Linked DNA regions of Gossypium hirsutum: region 1 is linked to region 2. Evidence: chromatin contacts called from public Hi-C data. All regions are on one chromosome and are shown on one strand. Each heading gives the region's core, a stretch centred on a gene start, on an enhancer-like site or on the middle of the called end of the contact. The rest is flanking DNA. Distances are from core to core; before and after follow the strand shown. Region 1 holds the start of LOC107915027 (probable mitochondrial import inner membrane translocase subunit TIM21). Region 2 holds the start of LOC107919902 (uclacyanin-3).

Evidence for each region. Hi-C and Micro-C count contacts between places; a contact is called where the count stands out from the background.
Region 1: a contact with region 2 is called in a Hi-C map of leaf, with 1.7 times the contacts expected there. The contact joins the promoter of LOC107915027 here to the promoter of LOC107919902 in region 2. A contact is called at or near these places in 3 of 34 Hi-C or Micro-C datasets (anther and leaf).

Annotation. Positions count from the first base shown.
Region 1 is chrD08:8,259,918-8,265,593 of Gossypium_hirsutum_v2.1, reverse strand. It overlaps LOC107915027 (probable mitochondrial import inner membrane translocase subunit TIM21), which reads left to right and starts at 2,465. Exons shown (of 8, transcript XM_016844125.2): 1 at 2,465-2,867; 2 at 3,273-3,338; 3 at 3,488-3,506; 4 at 3,932-4,092; 5 at 4,543-4,721; 6 at 4,809-4,857; 7 at 5,150-5,269; 8 at 5,441-5,676. The coding sequence starts at 2,754. The coding sequence ends at 5,623. LOC107915005 reads right to left here and starts at 2,354. Exons shown (of 6, transcript XM_016844098.2): 1 at 2,245-2,354; 2 at 1,335-1,606; 3 at 554-1,205; 4 at 205-404. The coding sequence starts at 1,606.
Region 2 is chrD08:7,824,273-7,830,478 of Gossypium_hirsutum_v2.1, reverse strand. It overlaps LOC107919902 (uclacyanin-3), which reads left to right and starts at 4,555. Exons shown (of 2, transcript XM_016849338.2): 1 at 4,555-4,879; 2 at 4,959-5,449. The coding sequence starts at 4,726. The coding sequence ends at 5,338. LOC107919903 (protein mago nashi homolog) reads left to right here and starts at 6,059. Exons shown (of 4, transcript XR_005917428.1): 1 at 6,059-6,206. LOC107920694 (ras-related protein RABD2a) reads left to right here. Exons shown (of 8, transcript XM_016850516.2): 6 at 1-11; 7 at 125-228; 8 at 851-1,194. The coding sequence ends at 947.

The DNA of each region.
Region 1 (5,676 bases), core at 1,216-3,715, 440 kb before region 2:
GCAAGTAGCTATTCTAGTGCTAGAAATCAGTGGGTCCTAAGTCCTAAATCTAATAACTAAAAGAGGACTATTGAAGAAATCATATGAGCTCAAGCTCCTCAGTCCTCACCTAACACAATAGACAATGGAACAATATTCTTCTACAACATATTTAAAGAATATAGTAATGTAAAATCAGCTCAGACAAAGGACTTCACAGCAAACCTGACTGTATGAACATCAACAGAAGGATCGTCCACAATAAACCCAGCCAACTTCCAAATAGGGTCTTTAGTGCGAACCCTGTTGTATAGAGCCCTCATCCATCTATGAGCATCTACACTAGCAAATCTTGGGGTTATTATCCAAGCTACCGGGATTGCTTTCTTGTCTGAATTGAAGACAATGAGACTATGTATAGGATACTGAAAATAATTCATAGAGAGAACAGTTAGATTCAAAGACATTAGAAGAAGTCATGGACTGATAGTGACAGTGACAATTAGAGGATTAAGTCATACAACTTAAGAGGTAAGAGGTTGGGAAAAGGCAAAAAAAGGGAAAAGAGACAAACCTTAAGTTTATTTGTTGCAAACCTTGAATCAGAGGCAATGAGACTGTGATTTCCAAATCGAATCATTTGTTGCAACTGCCACTCAGTTTGAATGCCCAAGATAAAAGGGTCTGAATCAGTGAAATCCTCGTAAAAAAATACACAATTCTGGTGGCTTTCAACCCACATGCTTACACTGACTGCATCATCTGCATCCAACTCGTATGTAGAACGTCTAATGCTCCTCTCCTGTCTTCGAACATACCTGTGGGTCAAAAGGTCATCACGGTTGTATGGACCACCCTGTTTCTCTACAGATTCATTGTGCCGCTGCATTATGGTCTCCACAGACACACCAACATGTAATAAAGATAAAACACGGAGGCGTAAATCCTCTGAGATGTACGGTGCAAACATAGCACGTGTGCCTGCTGCCTTTTTGTCCTGTGGTCCATGGCATGGCAACCCTTTCTTATCTACATGCTTATCCTGGTTATATATTATCAGTGCTACTGACGGTTCAGCAATTAAGCGTTTTACAATAAAGTGACAGGTGCAGCCTCTTTTTGTATTAGGTCGACCAGCATTTGTCTTCTTAGGAATGTATGTGTTCCGGCTGGGACGTACAAGACCCCCTTTCCTATGGTCATCAGGACCAAATGAACACCAATACCTACAAGTTGAACAGTATAAATTTAAACAAACAGATCATGGTGCAAGACCATTGAGCACAAGCTATCAAAAGATAAAAAAAAAAAAAAAAACTAAAAAGAAAACATGGAAGAAAAGAAGCAGAACCTACAGAATATATTCAAGAATACCATCAACCTTTGGCTTGTAAGGTGCCTTTGGCGATCTCCGCCTTCTTGCTTCAACATGAAATCTAGTTGGACAGTCTTTGTTAGAGGATTCACCCCTAACAAAGTCATCCACTCTAGCAAAAGGGATCAAAGCAACTCTATCTATATTGTCACGCCAACCTTCCACCTTTGACCATACAATATCATGAGCAGAGAACTCCAAGGTTGGTGGGTTTTGTACAGGAAGAGACAGAATCTCATCCCATCTAGCCATCTACATTAGAAGAACCACTGATTACACTACTTATCAGCAAAGTTTTTGCAAACTAGGGCAAAACCCCGCTTATCAAATAATAAACCCAAGTTGCCACAACCCCTGTTCCCCAACGCCCACGAGAAAGCCATTCAAATAATAGAAATCATCATAAATACCACATCTTATTTATATAAGTTGTTCGTATTCATAGGTCACAGCCAAAATGCAAACAAGAAAACAGAAACCTGGAGCAAGAATAAGACTTAACTCAGGCGGCTTCAACCAAATTTCAGTGAACTTGAGGCACAATAGAATAAAATACACACACACACACAAAAGGTGTCGAAATCGATAAGTATCCTCCGAGGTTCTCTACTATCAAAATAGAAAAGCCATTCAATTAGCCTCTTCAAGAGCAAAGGTTTTAAATTTTCAATGCCCCAACACTCAAAAGCTTCCCATTAATTCATTCCACCTCTATCATTACTCCCAGGAAACCAAAGAAACCTTAAAAAGCTTCACCTTTTGCAGGTCACTTTGCTCAACTGAAAGTACAATAACATGACAAACCATATTTTTATACACTGTTAAGCTTTATATAAGAATATGGTAGATACATAATTATATGCACAGAAATTAAGGTAAGGGATGATTACCTGACAAAGGCAGCTAAAACAAGCCCCTTTGTTTCCTCTCTGTCCTTCTTAATCAGACTACAGACGCAAGGAGAGAGGGAGGAGAATGAAATGCCTATTATGCGCCGTGATTAATATTTTATATTTTGCAATAGAGAAAACCCTTTTTATCTCTCATAATTACTCTTCGACCCCTCTATGTTATAAATGTTTGTTGTTATATCCTTCTTGATACTGGGCCTTGAGGGAGGTTTTTTTTTTCTATTTGTGGCGACTATTGGGCTCGTAAAAACACAGGCGGCCTTGGGTGGCAGTTTCCTAGAATAAAACCTCAACCGCTGGGGTTTTCTCCTTTCCCCCAATTGCATCCCGCTGTATTGTCCTTACTGGCTCATACGTTTTAAATTGATTTTGTTTTGTTGGGGTTCGGGGTTTTTTCTTGTTTTGATTTATTGTTCATTGGTAATTCAAAAAGAAAGTGTTTTTTCATAGAGTTGTAGAAGAAAAGGTTTAAGCTTGTATAGTTGAAGATGCAGAACATTAGGCGGTCTATAATATCTAGTAGGAGCAGATGGAGTGGTTCCTTCAGATCATTTGTGGAATCTAAGCTTTATTTGGATGATTTTGCATTAGCTGCTAAAAGGGTACGATGGTGTATTCCCAGTATTCCTTGCTTTGTATGGGTAGTTTTTCTTTATGGACATTACTGTTCTTTCATTTTTGCTTTTTTGAGGTCTTTCTTTTTTGCTTGCCTACTGAATATATAGACTCTTTTTATGTGTGATATTAGCTGACAAAGTAGTTTGCAATGGTGAGTTTTTATATGAAATGTAGGGATATAGTAACATAAGTTCTATAGTAGCGAGTACTTATTAGTAAACCAAAAGGGTCTATGACCCAATCAACTTTATTGGAACTTCTTCTGCTTTTATGACTTGGTTAATATGATTGCATTATATTTTTTGATAATCTTTTAAGAGCATTTCTTAGATATGATGAATCTGTATCAGTTGCTAAACCATTTGCTGATGACTTGCTGATTACTGCAGTTTTCAGCAGTGGGGAATTCTAATTTTACAAGACAGTATGTGACAGGTGCCAATAATATGTCAAAGGTGAGGCAGTAGTTCTTATTCTATTAACATTTTTTCTCTAAATTTCTGTTGGGTGCAGAGTAAGTGCTTTATGTGTTTGTGTGTGTGTGTGTTCCTCTCTACATTAGCTGCAAAGTGCAAACTAAATGCCTTTTTCTTTCATTTTGCAGGGTGTGCTTGGAGCTACTGGTTAGTTATTTCTCATATATGTTTACCTTTCAACATTTATGTTTAATTTATTACTGTTTTAGCCAATTTGCGATACATTTATAATGATTTTTTGGACTCTTTTTGGAAGGGAACCCCCCCCCCACACACCTCACAGTTTCATCTAATTTTTCTGAAAGTTATGGGCTATGGGATTCTTGTATTAGTGATGCTGATAAAGCAGAACTTTACAGTTATTATCACTGTCCATTTTGGTATCCATAATGCTGAAATTCCATGTTGGCCTAACCTTCTTTTCATTATTTCGTTGCATAGAATATTGCATCATGCATAAGTGACCTACTTTGTGGAGTGCATAAAAGGTTTATGTCAAGTTGGATTAGCATAAGATTAATTATTACCTTCTTTTTTCTCATATGTTTTTATTTGACAATAATGTCCAACAGGCATTCCTCTTCCATTTAGAGGACACTTTGGTCGAGATTGGCTGGTTCGCTTTCAAGCATCAGTCCCTCACATAGAAAATCATGGATCGAAGGTCATCTCTACTTGCTTTGCTAGATCCTTTGCATCAAGAACCTCAAAGCAATCAAAAGAAACATCTGAGGTTTAGATCTTAACTTCAATTTTTGGCCTTTTGTGTTCTCATCTCTATTAGCTTTAAATGATTGATAAAAATAGTTTTCATGTTGCTTGCTTAGTTTGTTATTCTGATAAGTGAATCAACCCATGTTTTATCCACTTCTATGGTGAGGCTATCTATGCCTTAATGCTGAAAGAATGCTAAAGGGAATGTTTTGAAAAGTGGTCAGGATTTATCATCATCTTTCTTTCCTAATTGAGCATGAAATGACTTGCATTATTTCATCATACTTCAGTCATTGCATAGCAATAAAGGTTAAACAAAATATTGAAGTTTATTTTATATTAAGTAAATCCATTATCTGAGTTGTACTCATCAAATGTTATGCTGCTGCATCTTTTGTTCTCTGGCCTTTATGGTTACTTCATGCTTCACATCAGTTGGGCTGAGTTGTTGTCTTTATCCCTTCGGCAGACTAGAAAAGAATTATCTAATGTTGAGGATCCATTTGATGCTCCTACATATAATATCCCAGACAAACCTGTGACGTTTACGGAGGGAGCTAGCTACAGTCTGATCATCCTTGTCGGGCTTGGGATTGCAGCTGCTGCAGGATATGCCGTCTTCAAGGAGTTGATATTTCAACCAAAAGAGTAAGTGTCAAATGCCTAGTTGGTGATTGGGTTACTAAGTTTCTCCCTCTGTTATTTGCACCCTAATTCAAAACTATGGTTTTATAGGTATAAGATATTCAACCAAGCTCTAGAAAGAATTCAGAACGAAAGCCAGGTTTGTGAAAAGTAGTTGTTCTGAAGCACGAGCATCAAAATGAGATGTTAGAGGCCCTATTTTGGATGAATTTGACATATATTAGCTTCATAAACTATAAGTATGTTTCTGTTTTTCTTAGATGCATCAATTGTGCATGTTTCTGTTTTTCTTAGATGCATCAATTCGTGCCTGAGACTTGAGACAGTTCAACAGACAGCCATGTTGTATTTGACTCTAAGCATTTTGAAGTGCCAATTAGGGGTGGTCATTGTAATTCTATGTCACATGGGATTACATTTGTTTCTGTCAGGTTAGGGTGAGGATTGGACATCCTATTACCGGCTATGGTCAAGAAACTAGAAATCGTGCAGCCCGCCAACGTATTCCAAACAGGATATACACGGACGAAAATGGTGTAGAGCATGTGGAGGTTATTCTCTAATCTTTACTAGTTTATCGGAAAAAGAGTCTTTCATATTTGTTAGCTGCTTATAAGCAACTTTGTATTACCGCAATCTTTTAGCGTCCTAGATCACTCGTATGCAAATTTTGATCTGGTGATTGCATCCCATTATAAAAAAAATAAAAAACAAAAAAACAGGTTAATTTCTATATTCGTGGACCCCATGGAGCCGGGAAAGTATTTGCAGAAATGTTCAAAGACAAAACAGACAACAAATGGAAGTATACGTACTTGATAGTTCAGATCAATTCCCCTTCACGGGCAGAACTAATGCTGGAGTCTTATTTACCGGCAGCTGAGATGAGGTCTTCCACAAACTAACATGGGATTGAACAATTTCCTGGATGTTGAGCTTTGTTTGTGTCCCTCATTTA
Region 2 (6,206 bases), core at 3,306-5,805:
AAACAGGCAAGGTACTTGCTATTTTTAGGAAGAGCTGCGTGATTATCAAATTGTAATTTTTGGTGTTATACTGCATATCCATTGCTCCATCCCTTTCTCCATATTGCTACTTTTCTTTTTTCAGGCACTTGCAGATGAAGTTGGCATACCTTTTATGGAAACTAGTGCAAAAGATTCAACTAATGTGGAACAGGCTTTCATGGCCATGGCTGCTTCCATCAAGGACAGGTACCTGTATTCTTTTTCCTAAACAGTTTTAGTAATATCTGCACCTGTCAATTTTGACATGAACTTGAAAATTCAGAATAATTAACTCAAATTTAAACTTGATCTAACCTAAGTTGATAATAAAAAGTCAACAACTTGAACCCGTTTAACTTGAGCCCGAAATAAGTCAAATCCAAAATGATCCAAACTTGAATAACCTAAATAAATAACCCAAAACTATTTGAACTCGAATGGCAAAACCCGAAATGACTTAGATCCAAAATGACCTGAAACCGAAACAACCTGAACTCAAAAACTGACCTGAGCATGAAATGATACTGAATTTTTAAAATCCAAGTTGAGTAGACTTAAAACTAACCCATTTCGGTCAATTGCAAAGTCTAGTAATATCAGTTATTTGAATAATAATACAATTAGAGTAAAAAGTCATTGTGGTCTGGAGAGCTATGTGCAGTTGAATGGCATTTCTAGGCTGTTTTGCTTTATTGCTCACTCTTATACAAGAAAGTATAGATCTATAAACTCAGTTCTCTGAAATTTAACCGCAAAGTCTTGGTTCCTACTGATCGTTGGTTACGCTTAGCTCTTTTTAATTGCTCTTTAAAATTGTCTCTAAATGCAGAATGGCAAGCCAACCAGCCATGAACAATGCAAAGCCTCCAACGGTACAAATCCGAGGACAGCCTGTTGCACAAAAGGGTGGCTGCTGCTCTTCCTAAAAAATGGAATGATGAGTTAGCAGGAAGCTCTCTCTATTTCCTCTGCAGTGTGCTGCTGCCAGTTGCAGCACGGTGTGTAAGGTTCAAGTGTTTTCTTAACCTCATCAGTGTTCCAAACTTATTTCATATGAACAAAACCTCAGAAGTAGAGGATATAATTCATTTCTACACACTTGGTTAACGTGAAGGCTTGTACAATGTATTATTGTTTGTTTGTTGATTAAATAATACTAGTGTTCTTTCTCAAGCCTGTATGTCACTGTGTTTTCTAAATTACATAATTAAATAAATATGTTGTCAAAAGGTTGTGATTGAAAATGGGTTGAGAGATCAACAAAATTTGGAAGGAATCTTAGGGTGGGTTTGGATAGGCGATTGTGTGCGGTGCGGTGTGTTTAGTTTACTTTTTGTCTCACGCTACAGTATCTAATCTCACTGCCACTGTTATTTTTACACTAATCGCATGTAAACGCACCGTCCATTCAAATTCACCCTTAGGTAATTGTGGGCATTATAATTTGCTTGCTTTTGAGGTAGGCCATGGATGGCAATGTGGGTTGAACCAATTCTTTTCACTTGGCTAGACTAGAAGCCAGGCAGGATGCAACCCTTTAACATCTATGTCCAACCAACTAATCGTCATCATTATCATCAAGGAAATGGGATACAGAGGGGGAAAGCAGAACCCATCAAAAGCAAAGAGCATTATAAAAAGAAAGACGCTTAAATCTCCATAGAAGGCAGCTTGGAAACCCCAATCGTGAGGGGAAGGCAAGCCGTGGCTTTTCAACAACGTCTAGAGGTTGATTGAGAAGTTATAGTTAGAAGTAATCATATATAATAATAAATCATATAAGTTATATATATTGCTGCAATAGAGGCTTACACAGTGTACATCAAAACAAATCTTGGCAAATCTCCGTCTTGCCCATCATCATGGATCTTCAAAGATATGAAGCCCTAGAAGTTGACTTGACGCCATTGTAGCCATGCCATTATAGAGCCCTTGTTATTAATAAATTATCTTATGCTAATTTCATTAAATTGGTTCAATACGAGATTTAAATGTAAAATCACAAAATTTAATTCGTTATAACAAATTTGTTTTTATCTTAAAATTATTTAATAGCATTAACATCACCTAATTTGATAATAATTGTTATACTTTACCAATTAATAGGGACACATGGCAGAGCGGAAGCTCACACTCCACCTGCTATAGATCGAGAAGTCACCAGAAGCCTCACTCCTTGTCTTAGCCACATAGCAAGCGGAACGTAACCATCCAAAGAAACTAATCATTCATTCCTTTAGGCATCCGATCTTTTATTAACAAGATAATTCTTTTTGTTACTAAACCCCATGTGGGTTCAACTGCTGCTTGCCCCATATTAAAATGAATAATAAGATATGTCCCATCATAAACATCTCCATCTCATCAAAGACATTTGCCCCATGCATCCCACAATGATGACCTAATTATGGATCCAACATGTTAGTATCATCCTACACAGGACTTCGCCTATAAATAGTCCTCAAGACGATGAAGAGGGTATCAACTTCCTAGCATACTTGTTTACAGTCTACCAACTTACCTTTAGCACCCAGTCTCTATACTATCTGACATAATTTGATAAAATTATATATCCATCATCTATATGAGAATAGATACCGAACAAACTATTTAATACCTTAAATTTCATAAGAAAAACCAATCTATTCAGTACCAAACAAATTACGTCTACAATTCAAATTCTAAATTCATTACGTAAAAGGGTTGAATAATTTGGCTTTAGAAACCATCAATTTAGCATTGTCTGTAGATTGGGTTGCCATAAAGTTTGGCCGAAACGTTGAATTGGGGATGCTTCTCTGTTACGTTGCCTGATGAGCTTATAAAGAAAAACAACAAAGCATCAGTTTTGTTCGTCCAAAGTTGTTCCAGCAGATTACACTGAATTTGTTTTAAGGATGAAATTTAAAGGTTAATCCGATATTTGAAAAGATTTGAATAAAATTATAAGATCTGAAAAGTGAATTTTAATAAAAAAAAATCAATGTAAAATATAAATAGAATTCAAGTCCCGGTATTTAAATAATTTGAGAATTAAATATACAGTAATTTAAATATTAAAAAATTTTTAAATTGTTTTATCTAATGATTTAATACAAGGAAAAAACAATATACAATAGTAGCAAAAGGAATATGAACAGGTGTAAATGGGTCTGTTTTAACATTTAAAAATATTAACAAAATTTATGATACATATTTTAATAAAATTAAATTTATATAATTATACATTAATACTATATATTAACATTGTTGAACCCATGAATAGTTTTAAAGTATAATTAAAAATATATATTTACCAACAAATGACGGGGTGCAATAGTAAGGCACAATATATTTTCATTAGAAGGAACAACTACAAATTTTGAACATGGATCGTAAAACGGATATGAAAAGAATATAAAAAATATATTTGATGATAGATTATTGAAGATAAATAAAGGAGGGGAGATGTTTTACCAACTCTTTCAACATTTTATTTGTTAGAAGATACAGTCACAAACTCTGAACATAGATAGTAAAACGAATATAAAAAATATATTTAAATATAGATTATTAAAGATAAACAAAGGAGGGGGCTGTTTTACCAACTCCACCAACTCCTTCAAGGTTTCATTTTCAAAGTACATGGCCATTATCATATGATAACTAATACTCCAATAATTTTCAGAAATATAAAATGCAGTTATGGTGAGTTCATCATATGCCCATTGCTAACCAATCCATACAGATATTAGGAATGCAATGATTTATTATTATTATTATTATTATTATTATTATTATAACATTAAATGTTTGAATTGATTAGCATCTTTTTGGTTGGTGATGTAATGGCCAACGGGTTAGGGTTTTTATTAAACTGGGTCTAATTATGGTTTTAGTCCCTCTATTATGCTAAATTTTAGTATTTGATCTTTTACTTTAATTTGACATTATTTAGGTTTAAATTGATAAAATAATTAATTACGGCCATTAAAGTGATGAAGTAGATTTTTTTTAAATGTTATTTGAGCACACAATAAATATTCAACAATTTACATGTAAGACTGATGTACATTATCATTTTAATAACAATAACTAACAGTGTTATCAATTTGAACGTGTTAATTATTAATAATATTATAAAAATAGAAAGATCAAATTATGCCAAGTTGAAGTACATAAATAAAATTAAAAATCACGAATAAAACCAAATTAGATCCTTAAAATATAATTTAAGACATAAAATTGGTGCATAAACAAGACATCAGTTACACAAGTTCTCCAAAGGTGGTTAGGTTAGAGATTGTAGATTGTATTTGTTTAGGCAGAAACTTTTGACTCTTATATAATAGGTACATATGACTTCACCAAATTCGTAATGTAATGATAAAATGTTTGTGTTAAAATTAAATTGGAAATAAAAATAAATGTTGATTTTTATTCTGCAAATTTCACCCCAAAAAGTCCCACACAGCAATACCCTTTTTTCTTTCTTATAATTTGAATATATATATTCAAATCGATTTGGTGAGGAGAAGATGGAAGAATATTAATTAAGCTAACATTAATTATTGGCTTTAGTAAGAATAACAGAGAAATTGCTTGACTTTTTGCTTCTATAAATCTTACTTTCAGCCTTCTATATAACACAACGTAACGTGCTAAGAGTCCCTTCACCGTCCTTTATTTTTCCAACTAAGGTTAGGCTTTAAACTTTAAAACATTATGGGTTTAGCAGCAGCCCTCCTCTTCCTCCTCCTAGCAGCTCCGGCGGCTTTTGCCGAGCAATACACCGTAGGAGACAGCAGCGGTTGGACCTCGACCGGAGATTACCAAAGTTGGGTTCAAGGGAAAACATTCACCGTAGGCGACACACTTTGTAAGTTGCTTCCTTACCAAAATTAAGCCAAAGTAAGATAACAATATGAATGACCCTGTTTGTATTTTTTTCGTTTTAGTGTTTACCTACGGTGGCAGCCACTCGGTGGAGGAAGTATCCAAGAGCGACTACGATAATTGCAACACCGGCAATGCTATTAAATCCTACAGCGATGGGAACACTGTCATCACACTGTCCAACCCAGGGGCAATGTATTTCATTTGCCCCACCATAGGTCACTGTGCTGGTGGCATGAAGCTAGCCATCAATGTTGTAGCAGCTAGTGGCAACTCACCCTCCACCCCCTCTACTCCGTCTGGTTCCACCACTCCTTCCGGGACTCCCCCGAGTGGTGGTACAACAACTTCTCCCCCGTCAACACCTAGCGGAGCTCCGAGCACCGTGAATTATGGTTTTATGGTAGCCTTGTTGGGAGCCGTTGTTGGAATTATGTGCTAGGGGAGAGGCAGTGCTATTGTTTATTGGCTTATTTGCTTTCGTTTTCGTCAATATTCGGTGTGATTTTATTTTATTTTTCCTTTATGAACCAGAGATGGAGAGTTATGTTTTTATGATCTTCGAAATAATTTGCCTTAAATTATGATTAAAAAACAGGTCTTTTATCCTATGTTCATCACAATATATATATTGAGCCTACGAAGTCAAAGTTATAAGAGATAAAAGGAATCTTAAAGACTTGGACAATGACAGCAAACCATAATTGATGTATTAGTTTGGTTCAGTAAGACATCATTATCATTATATTTTATTAGTCAATCATAAATCAACTAAACTCCAACAATAGTTTGTAGTTTTTAATAATACCCAATACAAAAACATGTTTTTCTTTTTCTGTTGACGTGTAAATTCAAATTAAGAGTACATTTGGGTAATGTGTTTATCTGCGATTAGTGTAAAAGTAGCTGTGGTAATATAAGATAAAAAGTAATCATCCATCTAAACTCCCCTAAAATTTTAAAGGTTATTTAATCAATTCCAATTTAACTTATTTAATTAGAAAATTTTAATTATACTCGAATTAAGCAACTCTAACATTTCTAATTGCGAGGACATCCTTAATTCATACTGAGATTATGCATGGATGAGATTAAAAGGCCCAGCCCAAACAAAACTTGGAAGGCCCAATAACTAAGTGGACCCATCTATATATGCAGAAAAATCCCTTGGACTTGGAAGAGTTTTCAGTGTTGTTTGTTTTCTTTTCGAGAATCTTAGAAGAAAAAAAAGAGAGGGAAAAACAATGGCGGCCGAGGAGGAGAGCGGAGAGTTTTACCTCCGTTACTACGTAGGGCATAAAGGGAAATTT